Linked DNA regions of Mus musculus: all the other regions are linked to region 1. A link is a contact called in public Hi-C data. All regions are on one chromosome and are shown on one strand. The core of a region is the stretch at or near the end of the contact, and the rest is flanking DNA. Distances in the headings are between cores, read along the strand shown.

Region 1 (3,911 bases), core at 293-2,792:
CCCTGTGATCCTTAGCTTAGGAATCCCACAGCTACAGATGTGTGTTTTCCTGTGTATCTGAAGCCTACTTTAGCCTGCATTTGGGAAGTCTTTTCTGGATGGGTAGGTTTGCTTGCTCCTTGATCAGATGACTGGACAATTCCAATACTGGCTCATTTATATTTCCTGCAGCCACTTCCTGGTGGTGGTCTCCTCACCACGAGTGCCTGGCCCAACCAACCTCTTTTTTTCCCCAAGACTGCACCATTGAAAAGCTTACTTTAGTAGACATAGCTGAGGGTGTCGGGTGAGGGACTACCCCACCCCCTAGTAGCAGCCCCCTCCTCCCTCCCTCTCTCTCTCTTTCTCTCTCTCTCTCTCTCTCTCTCTCTCTCTCTCTCTCTCTCTGTGTGTGTGTGTTTCAGTGCACTTGTGGGGTCAGAAGACAACTCACCAGGTAGTTGGGGCCCAGGATTGAATTTACAGAAATACCATTTTCTTCATGTGACCAACAGCAGCCAGGGTAGCGTCACCCACTTCTGTTATTAACCGGTACGGAGTGATGGCCTAGTGTTTCCCAGGCGTCTTTATAGATCAAGACTGTTTACTCTGAACCCTCAGTTGCCCATTGTCAGACCTCACTTTGACTTAAGCTTTCTCGGTTTTTCCTAGACAGTGGCCAGTGGCTTTGCAATGACTCAATGCAACAGCTGTTTAATCGCTTTTGGACCAAACTCAACAGCTTTACTGGAGGAAAGCTGAAATGAGGCTTTCTTGGGTGAGTTTTGAGAGAGGAGAGGCAAGAGGAAGGAAAAGCTTAGCAGGACCACGGAGTGTGTGTGGGGTGTTGGCCTGGATTAATCCTGTGCTGATAGTGCTTATACTGGGACCTCTTAGCTCTGGCCTTCTTTCTTAAGACAGATTTTTTTCTCTTCTTCCTCTCTTTTGTTGACTTGGACAGGAAAGGGCGTGCGATCTTTTCATTCAGCCTAAACATAATACAAGAAGTACCCCGTGCTTTGGGGGACATGTGGTTGTGTTCTAAGGGACATCTGCAGAAAGATGGTCTTGGGAAAAAAAACGCCTTCCCCAAAACACAGAAACATCTCCGGAGCGAGTGATCTCTGTGCGCACAGATTCAATAAGCCCAACCGCACTTGGCTGGGGCACAAACCTAATACGGCAGCCCATATTGTTGCTCGGAAGGTCTCCAGCCAAACCGACTTCTTGTAAAAATAAATACTCATCAGCAAATATTTTGATTAGTTAAAAATGTTCGAGATGGCTAGGCCCTCGCTCCCCCTCCTCCCCACCGCGGCGCTTCCCGACCCGGCCCGCTCGATGGGAGTCCGGCCCGCGGGCGCCCGGGAGGCTCGGGCGCCGGGCTCGCTGAGAGCGGTTCCTAGGGCTGCGGGACGCGATGGCCGGCCGCAGGCAGCCTCGCCCTCCCCGAGGCCGCCGGCCCGGAGCCGCGCGCAAGCTCGATACATTTACTTGCCTTAAGCTCTTTATTAACTCCCCCGGAGGAGCGCGGCTGCGGCTGCGGTTGCGGCTGCGGCCGCGCCTCCTGCGCCCCGGTGGTCTGGCTCCTCCGTGCGGCGCACATGCTAAACAGATTAACATGCCTTGGCTGACCCACGCTTCGCAACCCGCGGATAGGGTTTCTGCAGCTCCATGTGGAAATTAACCTATCTGTACCCGTGGTCAGCTGCGCCCGGCTGCTCCCGCTCTGGCCGGGCAATGCAAACAAACCCAGGCCGCTGCTCCCCTCCCTCTGTGACTCTTGGCCTCTCTCCCCCTTTCCTGGCCAAATATTTATTGGAAAAGAGGTTCTTCTCTTTGGCCGAAGGTAGGGCACATTTCTGAGAGCTCTTTATTTGTAAATGATTTCTTGGCAGGGCCAGGCACCCTTAGGAGGGGGTCGGTGGTGGTGGCAGGGAACTCATTCATGGTTGGAAGGTTTATACCCCTTTGCAGGCTGGGAGCTATTTGTGTTTGTCCAGAGCACACTAGTCCCGGTATGAAAAATACCCAGGCTGTCTGTAGCTTGCCTTTGCAACAGCTCCTCTGTATAATAGCATGGGCTGCTTTCTAATAGGGCAAATTCCCATTGCTCTGCCTCCTATCAGTGCCCAGTAACCGCTGTGAAGGAATTTTTCTAGATTTTCTTTCCCAGTGAGAAGGTGGGATCAGCCTGAACTCAAGACTTAACCGCAGCAACCCCTGCCCCTCTGCCTCCTCCACTGCCTCCTCCAGAAACCCAGGGCATGGGGGATTATAAATGGGCCTTCAGTCCTCTTGCTAAGCGGTTTCCGTCTGTATCCCATTATTCAAACGTTAATAACATTTAGGCAGTTCAGCTTTTCACTAGAACAGAGGTTGGGTCAATCTGTGTGGGTTGGATAGGGCTCTTCCGATTCCTTTCCAGGGCCTTCATCCTGAAGATGTCTCCATTGTTTGGGAACCAGGAATGGCTAATTTCTGAGATAACTGCTATTCTTGAGCCAATCGTGGTCACCTTGCCTCCTTACTCCAGTGAGCCCCACTCCACCCCAGGGTTCACTTTGAGATTCCTGGCCAGCCCCATCTTTCCTCCCTGGCTTCTGGCAGCGTGGCACCGTGTTTGAGAGGGGGTGGTTTGGGCGTGCCCCCAGTGCTGTTTCTCAAAGCATCTGTGGCAGCTAGCCATCCTGTTTGGGTTTACTTTCCAGTGGCCTTGGTGCTGGTGAACTGCGTGAGAGTTGCAGGTGGCACTGATCAAACTGTGTGGCGGCAGCGTTCATGTGGCAAGGCAACAGTCGGGGGGGGGCACACAATTCATGTGACACACCCACAGTAGACCCACAATCAGGGGAACAACTGCTCACGAGTAGAACCCTGGGTCCCTGCCAGTGGAGTGACATGCAGGCTCTGTTGGTTCCTTTAGCCCGCTTTTATTTTCCAGTTGTGTGTTTCTTGGATGTGGGGCATGGTCCTGAGTTAGAAAACGCTTTTCAGAGTGCACGCTTCCAGAAAAATAATCAGAAAGCAACTGGCAACACATTTGAGCTGGTGTCAGCGTGATTCCGAGGAGATGAGCTAGAACTGGCGTTGGTAAAACATGCACGGTTAAGAACGGCCTCAAAACGAAGTTATAAATAGATGTGCCGAGGAGAAAGGAAATCATGGCTCCCCCCAAATATGCATGGCCACGAGAAAGCTAGATTCTTCGGCTAAACAACAGAAACCACTGGGCCTGGGGGGAAAAAAAAAAAGAAAAAGAAAGAGGCCCAAGGCCCAAAGAAGCACAAGACCTGAGCCAGTCAGAGCTGGACTTTTTTGTTACCTTGGGTATGGATAACATCTCAGAATTCCTTTCAGCTCTGCATGGTGGACTTAATCAGAGGTTCCCTGGGAGAGTGAGTCTCCATATTTCAGCCAGGCAGCTGCCACCCTGAATTCTGGGGAGCCGTTTACTTCATCAGCACCTACACTCGATATTGTCCATATGGATGCGTGTGTGGGAACACACGTATTACAGCAACTTTTGTCTTTTGTCGTGAAAGGCTGACAGGGCAATAAACACTCACGGGCTCCCTCCTCCAGGAATTCCTCAACCTCCCTGTGTGGCTTTAGCCCTGTGGATAATATCATTACAGGACTAAACAAATAAACAGTCGATCCGAATCAAGCAGGAGGCACTGGGGACTCTGCAGTTCCTCTCTGCAAAGATGATACACGTAAATTTACACTCCCAGCTTGGAAGCCCTCCAGCAGCCATGAATAGCTGTTCAGTTCTGTCAGGCTGAGGAGGAGGTAGGGCGCTGGGCTGACCTGCAGCTCCAGCTTTGCTCCCATCAATATGAGCTTTCAGGTTTCTGTTTTCCTTACCATCATCAGCTGGGACCAGCAAGGGCCAGTAACCCTTTTTAATGAACCTTGGCCTCAAAGGA
Region 2 (3,748 bases), core at 228-2,727, 150 kb after region 1:
TGTTATACTGTTATTAAATTCCACCTTGCAAAAAAAAAAAAAAAAAAAGGAAAAAAAAATCCAAGCTCAGCAAGCTGCTGAGAGACTAGGCCATATCAGGTGAGCCACTTGGAGCCTGGGGGACTGAATTTCTCCTTCCTGATGTGCTTGGACCTATTTAACCTCCACACTTGCATAGCCCCTGGCAGATTTAGCTCTGACAGAGAGAGAAGCTCACCGACAGTACAGTGTGGGTCTCCAGGCCGGGCATGCTGCAGGGGAAGGCTACGGCTAGTTCTAGGGTCAAAAGAGAATCCGAGGTAGGAAAAGGTTTCCTTCATCAGAGGTAATTTGGTTTGTGTAGTTCCATTTCTCCCAGAATCCTCTGTTCTTGCCAGACTGTCTCCAAGGTCTCTGCTCTTCAAATAGTTTGCTACTCAAAGCAGTGACTGGGTCCTCGAGGTAACCTGAGTTTTATTATTAATTGTTTGCATTGACACAGGATGTCCCAGTGTAGCCCAGGCTGACCAGGAACTACTAGTCCCCCTGCCTTAGCTTCCCCAGGGCTGGGCTCACTGGTGTGTATCAGCCAGTACAGCCTGCACTAGATAAGGCCAGCTGCAGATGCCAGCTTAGATAAATGGCTTCTCCTGCAGGAACATATTCTCTCTGCCCTGCTGCCCTACCCCCACAACCCCAGAAGAATCCCTTTGTTAGTTACACATGAGCACATGCCAGGAGCAGTTCATCTAAATGAGCAACTGCTTTCTGGGAGTAGACCCGACAGAAGAGAAGCTGGGCAAAGCTGCACTTGAGTGCCAAGCCTTGGCTGCAGAAAGAAAAGCCAGATTGTTTCCAGGGACCAGTGATGGACAAGCACCAAGTTGAGGCAAAGTGGCCTCGAGCTCTTCGCCATTGCCCAGTGCTCGATGCTTGGCATCCTTCCTCGGAGCATGGGAGATGATGGCTCTGGGGAAATTCCAGTCTGCAACTCATTGAAGCAGGATAAACAGAACTCCTGCTCCAGAAGACTCTATCCTGAACAAGAGGCTCTTGGAATCTTCTTGGAGGTTTTGATGTCCACATAAACTATAAACAACGGGGTTGGGAGATACTTGGTGCAGCAGGCTGTGACCATCAAGGTCAAAGGACGGGCATAAGGGACATCATCTTAGACTTTTATCCATAAAGTGACTTTGGACAGCTCTGAGGAGCAACAAAGATTTTGTTGAGTGGCCCCCCAAAAAAACTGTGATGTAACTGTCTTTGTCTCTTTTAAAATACAATGCATAAAGAAACAAGAGATGCAATCAAATATCTCATGTGCCACATTTTGCTTTGTAAACCCTACATGTGTAACTCAGGATAAAGCCGCCCTGCTGTCTGCTTAAGAGAAAGAATGCTAAGATTGCAAGGAAAGCTATCTTAACAGCAGCAAAAGCCCGTCTTAACCACGTGTAACACATTATCCAAATGAGGATGTTTCCCAACATTGCGTAACCAGAGATTCCAGAAGTCCACTGGACACAGAGGCAAACCTGGCCGGCTTGCATGTGTCTGTTCCACTTTGGGAAGTTATTAAAATGCCTTGTTAGACTTACTGGCTAGCCTACAATTTTAACTTCACCCTAACTTCAAAAGGCATTAATAGCAATAAGCCGCAGTTTATCTAATTGGGGGTGTATCACCTAACGGGGCAAAGAAGCCACCACACCAGCTGCCAATGGACAGAACAGGCTAGTTTTAGTAACATGTTTATATGGGAAGTCAGATTCTGTGCAAGAAATGGACAGATCCTTTGCTCTCAGCTGGCGAAGCGCATCCCATAATCCTTGCTGCTTACTTCAGAACCTGACATGTTCTAGCCCCAGGGACTGACAGAACCTTGGACCCTTGTGGGGTACTTGCTTGTCTCAAATGACATGTGCTCAGGGACACAATTGTGTCGGTAACACTGCTTGAAGTTAATATTTTAGTTTAAAATGTGTAACATCAAGGTGTAAGTAAGATCTGGGTGAATTCTGATGTTCCCTCAGCCCTGCTCCATCACCTACAATGAACATGCTGATTTCCTGCTTGTGCAAAGACAGTCTCCCTTCCCTACCTGTCACATACACTAGGCAGCGCTTCTCATGCTGTGTCAGAGTCACCTGGAGAAGCTGTTAGAATAGGGACCCAGAGCCCAGATCTCAGCAATCCCAATTCTCCAGGGTTAGGAGAGGATAGAGGTTGTTCATTTAAGGTCGTCTCAGGTGAGACTAGCTCTACTGTACGAACAGCATTGAGTCTGTACAAACATAAATTCTATGAGGCATGTGACACATCTGCCTCACAGAAGAGAGTGCAGAAGGCTACAGTAGGACAAGGGGTGTCACACAGGGTGTCCTCCTCCATCATCAGCTGGTGGCAGGGTCTGGATCCACAGAGGCTGTGTGCCAGTCTCAGACCTGGCTTCCAAACAGAGAACAAATGTGGGGAACAGTGAGATTAGGGCAAGAGCCAATGCCTTGAAAATGAACATGAGACTGGAAGAGTAGGGCACTTGGAAGACTAGGCCGTGAGACTGTGGCTGTCCTAGAGAGAGAGAGAGAGCACTGTCCTGGGGAGCACTGTCCTAGGGAGCACTGTCCTGGGAGTACTGTCCTAGGGAGCACTGTCCTAGGGAGCACTGTCCTAGGGAGCACTGTCCTCGGGAGCACTGCCCTCGGGAGCACTGTCCTAGGGAGCACTGTCCTCGGGAGCACTGTCCTGGGAGCACTGTCCTTGGGAGCACTGTCCTTGGGAGCACTGTCCTGGGGAGCATTGTCCTAGGGAGCACTGTCCTGGGAGTACTGTCCCAGGGAGCATTAGGAGGTTCTTTCTAGAAAACTTCACTGTGGGGACAGGTAGCCCTGTAGTGCCAAGAGCAAACTCAATCAGCGATAGCAAACAAAACCAGTCACAGAGCACTTACTCTGTTTTCTTTACCCTGCTCCCATCTGCTTAGGATGAACCCCTTTCTGTGGCCAAGACACCAGGATGTTTCCTTGCCCATCTCTGGTTTAAAAGGTCAGCCGCACCCCCAAGAAAATCTCCTGGGTAGGCGCCGTGACTGAAGAAACAGCCCGAGCAACCGTTTGATACCTAGCCCTGTCACTTTCAAGTCTGCTGTTCGAATCCTGGGATAGACCAATGAAAAGACACAGTCGGATGTCCTACAGGGCAGTGTGCTGTGGCTTCAATTGGGAACGTCATGGGTCTCGTTCCTTATAAGCTGATTAAAATGTTTTCTTTCTTTCATAATTTACCCACAAGCCTTAATTAAAGCATCAAAAGATATGTATTTGGACCTATAAAGTCATAATAAGCCTAAGCAAAAGGAACTTCCATTGAGCCTCTGCATCTCGGGAAACGCTCTTTAAAGTGGCCGTATTGGAGTTAAATTGGACAGTACTTTTCTTCAGAGAGGTTAAACTCCAAAAAGGAAAAAAAAAAAAAAACACAGGCGTAAACGAAAAGCGCTTTTAATAATTTCCTATAGCAAGATGGGTTGTTTTACTGAGAAGGAGCAGCCTAGACCGCTGCGTGCGGAATGACATATATTTACGTGTGAGACAGTCCTCAACCATAAAAAATATTACAAAAGCTCGTCTTGAGTTGGCATTTGAAAGATCAAATACATCTTCTCATAGAAATAAATTGTTGCATGTGGTGGGGAAAGGGCCAGCGTGAAGCTTTGAGTAAATTGTCCCCATAGGTCCACAGGGATTGGCACTGTTAGGAGGTGTGG
Region 3 (3,955 bases), core at 42-2,541, 200 kb after region 1:
TATTCTCTCCTTCATACTGTATTTCAAGTCTATTCACACACCTAGGTGTCGTTGTAGCTCCGCCCCCGTGGGAGGGGAGAGCCTAAAATGTTAATTATCTGGAACGGTAGCTTGCACTTCACATTCTGGATCCCGGGATGGGATTTAAGCCTATTTAGATTTTCTGTGAATTCTTTGAGGTTAATGCAACTTCTGAATGTGACTAGTAATCTCTAATTATTTGCAGAGATGGTAAATGTGAGACCAGATTAAATCCACTGATAATCCCCAAATCTCATTTTAGCCAACAGCGCGGCTCTTTTCCCACCAACCCTGGAACAGTCAACTCAGAACCGCAGCTTTTTTTCTTTCTCCTGCCTACCCTCTGCTGGAGATGCAAGCAAATCGCCCGAATTTCCAAGGGGTGGAGGTAGAAAGCCAGCAGAAGAGCGAGTGGAAAATCCGACCGCCTGGGCCACTGCCCTGCTGGAGAACTAGACACTGAGTAACCGAAGATCCTGACATAAAAGGAGCAAACCACTGGCGCAGATATTAGGAGCCCTGGGCCACAGTGTCATGAAGGAGCCTCGCTGTCCCTCGTTTGCATGCTGGTACACTGAGATCATTGCTCTCTGTCAGGTTGGACTAGCTTCCTCCTGGAAGGGGTGGGAGAGAGTGGAGCCTGAAGCCGAGGCCGGCTGGGGGGGGGGGCGGGGGGCTGTAGCCCCAGACAAGCCGAGCTCTGGGAGGGGCCCACCTGCTCCCTTCCACTGAGACACAACATCAGATAGCTAGGCCCAGAGGAGGAAAGCAGGCTTTCTTTGGTTTTGCTGTTAAGGCTTTTAAAATCATATTCTTACTCGATTGCTTATTAGCATCAGAATAGTTCCCTAGTCTCTTTGAGCCAGGTCTGTTTTGAAAAAAACAATAAAATTTTACATTATCATTTTTATATATCTTATTAGATATTCCAAAATAATTATCACCAAGGAAACAAAGCACTGCAAATATTTTTAAAGCCAAGAGTTTTCTTTTTCCTTAAAAGAGAAAACTGGAAAATATTTTTAATCAAAGAATTAAATGTCCGCTCAAAAGCACACAAATATCCCACTGAACTTTGATCAGTCTGTTTTTAAATCTATGTTGACCCTGCTGAGCCAGAACCATTGTTTAGCTCCAGTTCCAAGGATTCAGAACGCATTCGAATCCGGGAGAAGAAAAAGGGACAAAGCTTGGCAAAGAGAGGAGAACCGGTTGAACGGTATCTTCTTGGGGCGAGGTGACAGAAACCTGTGGAAACTGGTAGCTGAGGGAGCCAATGTGAATCATATATCAAAAGCTGGCTCCTGAGTCACAAAAGTCTAATGGGCTAATTTCAGCAACTCTGCACTCCGCGTATGCAAATATATAGTGGGGTTGGGGTGGCGGGTGGAAGGGTAACAGTGGTCTCCAGTTTCGGGGCAGGGAGGTTTCAGAGGCAGAAGGGAAGGCGGGAAGAAATGGACACCTTTCTTCCCAGGATGAAATGTCCGTGTGAGGGATGAAGGGACCTCCCGGCTCAGAGAGCCAGGAGCTCCCTGGCGACCACTTGCAGGACTCCCGGTTTCGAGTCGCCGCGCCAGCAGAACCCAGGGATTCGGACCAGTCGCAGAGCGGCGGCGTCGGTGCGGACCCAGCTGCGTCTCTTCACTGTCCTCCCGGGACTCCTGGGGGCCCCCGCCGCCTCCTGGCTGCCAGCTCTGTCCCTGCTCCGCGCCTCTGCGCCACCAGGAGCTGGGTTGACCTGCGGCCTCGAGCCTCTTTCCTGCCCCCTCGTGGCCATTCAGGGAAAACCGCGTGGGTCTCTCGGTCACTTAGGACCAGCGCTGCCGCCGCCGCAGACCCGATGGGAGACACTTGAGTTAGTGCAGGGGGGGCAGGGGCCGGGGGGGCACCGAGCAGAAAAACTGTCGATTGGGTGACGCCGAGGTACGGAGACCCTGTGGGCTCTGACAGGAGAAAGGTCCTCCAGAGCTGGCCATCTAAGGCAGTTGACCAAGGACCTGGCTGGCTTTCTGGGCAGTCACGTGATTACGGTGGAAGGACAGCGGATCTACAGTATGGAGTTAGGAGATGGACAAGGGCATAGTTTCGTCCCAGGTGAACCAGCCTGGCTGCCCTTTGGCAGGGCCAGGCACAAGAATGTGTTTCAGGTTACTGCCTATAAAGGACTTCCGCATCTGGTCGAGTGTGGGTGCGTGGCCTTTCTGGATTTCAGCTGCCAAAAAAATATACTATCCTCCGTTTGTCAAACAAGGTGAAAATCGAATGTGCTTGAAGAGGGTAGGCTTCCTGACTTTTGCTGCGCCCCTGACGAATATGGCTTGGGAAACCAAGAGCAGATGGAGACTCATTTCCCTGTGGTCATCCAGGTTTCTGCTGGTTCAGGATCTCGTGACAGATGAAAAATTATTCGTGGTGCTGGTAAACGTTCCTCCCTAGAAACTCCAAGTGGGCTTGACTCACTCGCTGGCTGGCTGGCTGGCTTATGTTTTATGGACGTTCTCTTGAGGGCTTTGAAGTTATTTGTCTTCAAATCTGTTTCTCAGCTTCCCAGCTCCTGAATAAATTACCCACCCCCTCTGCTTCCACACCCACAGCTTCTCCCCCACTGTGAACAGGGAAGTTGTGGGCTTTGGTTGGTTTGTTTGTTTGTTTGTTTGTTTGTTTGTTTGTTTTTGAAGACATCTTAGAACAAGAGCAGTTGGGCTTAATCCGTCTGTTGTCAGCCCTGGGAAATCTGTTTTTGTGTGGTTGGCTGAAAAGCTTGATGAAGATGAGGGGAGTTGGACCCTTGGACTTGATTCTGGTCACGGGCTTATCCCTGGGTCACAGGGTCACAATTTGCCTGAGTCTGGTTGCCTTGTGGGGCCAAGTCATGGGTGCTCATTTATAGATCGTGTTAAATACTCACACTGCGAACATCTCCATGCTTGTTTAAGGATTGCCATTCGCCAGAAGTTGGTGCTAATTGATGCCAGGCAGTTCTGCTGCAAAGACTGCAGGCTTAGATGTGTTGTGCTCTTCGTGGAAAAGAGGGAATGATCAGCAACAGCATTGGGTGGACGAGCCATGAACAACTTCCTGTTGTCCAGGAAGCTCTGTAAGGAGGTTGTTGGGCTTGTGAGAAAAGGTGGGGCTCTGATCACTTGTTCATTTTGATGCCTAACAGGGGATGCTTCTCTCTCTCTCTCTCTCTCTCTCTCTCTCTCTCTCTCTCTCTCTCTCTCTCTCTCTCTCTCTCTTTCTTTCTTTCCGTTTTTAGAATTATTTCTTTATGAGTACACTGTAGCTGTCTTCAGACACACCAGAAGAGGGCATCAGATCTCATTACAGATGGTCCTGAGCCACCATGTGGTTGCTGGGAATTGAACTCAGGACCTCTGGAAGAGCAGCCAGTGCTCTTAACCGCTGAGCCACCTCTCCAGCCCCTGGTGCTTTCCTTTCTATCCTCCACAATCCCATTGCCTCCCCCATCCATGCAATGTGTTGAGGAGGTTACTAAGAGCCCCCCAGGGAATCCCAGAGCAGCCACTTCTGGGGTCCTGATTTATCACACTTTCATGATTTACCTCCCCAGGGTCTTGAGCTGGAAAAAGATTCTCTGATTCTCCAGCTGGACCTTCCCAAACAAGGGTAAGGACCCTGTCCCCCCCCCCCCATCCTTAAAGTTCTACTAAAACAACAACATCCGTGACAACAAAAATAAAACAAACAAAAAATTAAAATAAACAAAAGAAAGACATCTGGTATGTTTACAAAGCACACATTTCTTACGCTAAAATAATTAAAGCCTGTCACAGGCTGGGCTGGTCCTGCCTGTAGCTGGACTCCACATCACAGCTCGGAAAGAGGAAAGATTTACCACTGGGCTCTCGAGTCTTCTTTGGGGGAAGTTCCTGCTTGGCTAGACTTCCATTTCTTTATGTCTCTCATT

The links. A called contact is a pair of places that touch in the nucleus more often than the background predicts.
Region 2: a Hi-C map of the N1E-115 cell line shows a contact between it and region 1, with 4 times the contacts expected there. The contact joins two enhancer-like sites. A contact is called at or near these places in 1 of 15 datasets of contacts at CTCF or cohesin (the NIH/3T3 cell line), 1 of 484 Hi-C or Micro-C datasets (the N1E-115 cell line), 3 of 115 datasets of contacts at active chromatin or transcription factors (craniofacial prominence, forebrain and vascular smooth muscle cells) and 1 of 9 other capture datasets (embryonic stem cells).
Region 3: a Hi-C map of the N1E-115 cell line shows a contact between it and region 1, with 5 times the contacts expected there. The contact joins two enhancer-like sites. A contact is called at or near these places in 10 of 484 Hi-C or Micro-C datasets (the N1E-115 cell line, cerebral cortex, cranial neural crest and 5 more), 12 of 115 datasets of contacts at active chromatin or transcription factors (craniofacial prominence, embryonic forebrain, embryonic hindbrain and 6 more) and 1 of 9 other capture datasets (embryonic stem cells).

What each region holds. Positions count from the first base shown.
Region 1 is chr13:98,389,834-98,393,744 of GRCm38.p6, forward strand. No RefSeq gene overlaps it. Among named protein-coding and RNA genes, the nearest start is that of Foxd1, 38 kb to the left of the region's middle. Within about 2 kb of position 1,543, at least 50 of the 459 cell types and tissues checked have an H3K27ac peak or open chromatin away from gene starts, as enhancers often do. A contact at or near this core is called in the N1E-115 cell line and nephron progenitors, where this site is marked.
Region 2 is chr13:98,538,029-98,541,776 of GRCm38.p6, forward strand. No RefSeq gene overlaps it. Among named protein-coding and RNA genes, the nearest start is that of Gm41032, 3.7 kb to the left of the region's middle. Within about 2 kb of position 1,478, at least 5 of the 459 cell types and tissues checked have an H3K27ac peak or open chromatin away from gene starts, as enhancers often do. A contact at or near this core is called in the N1E-115 cell line, where this site is marked.
Region 3 is chr13:98,587,355-98,591,309 of GRCm38.p6, forward strand. No RefSeq gene overlaps it. Among named protein-coding and RNA genes, the nearest start is that of Gm41033, 15 kb to the left of the region's middle. Within about 2 kb of position 1,292, at least 74 of the 459 cell types and tissues checked have an H3K27ac peak or open chromatin away from gene starts, as enhancers often do. A contact at or near this core is called in the N1E-115 cell line and nephron progenitors, where this site is marked.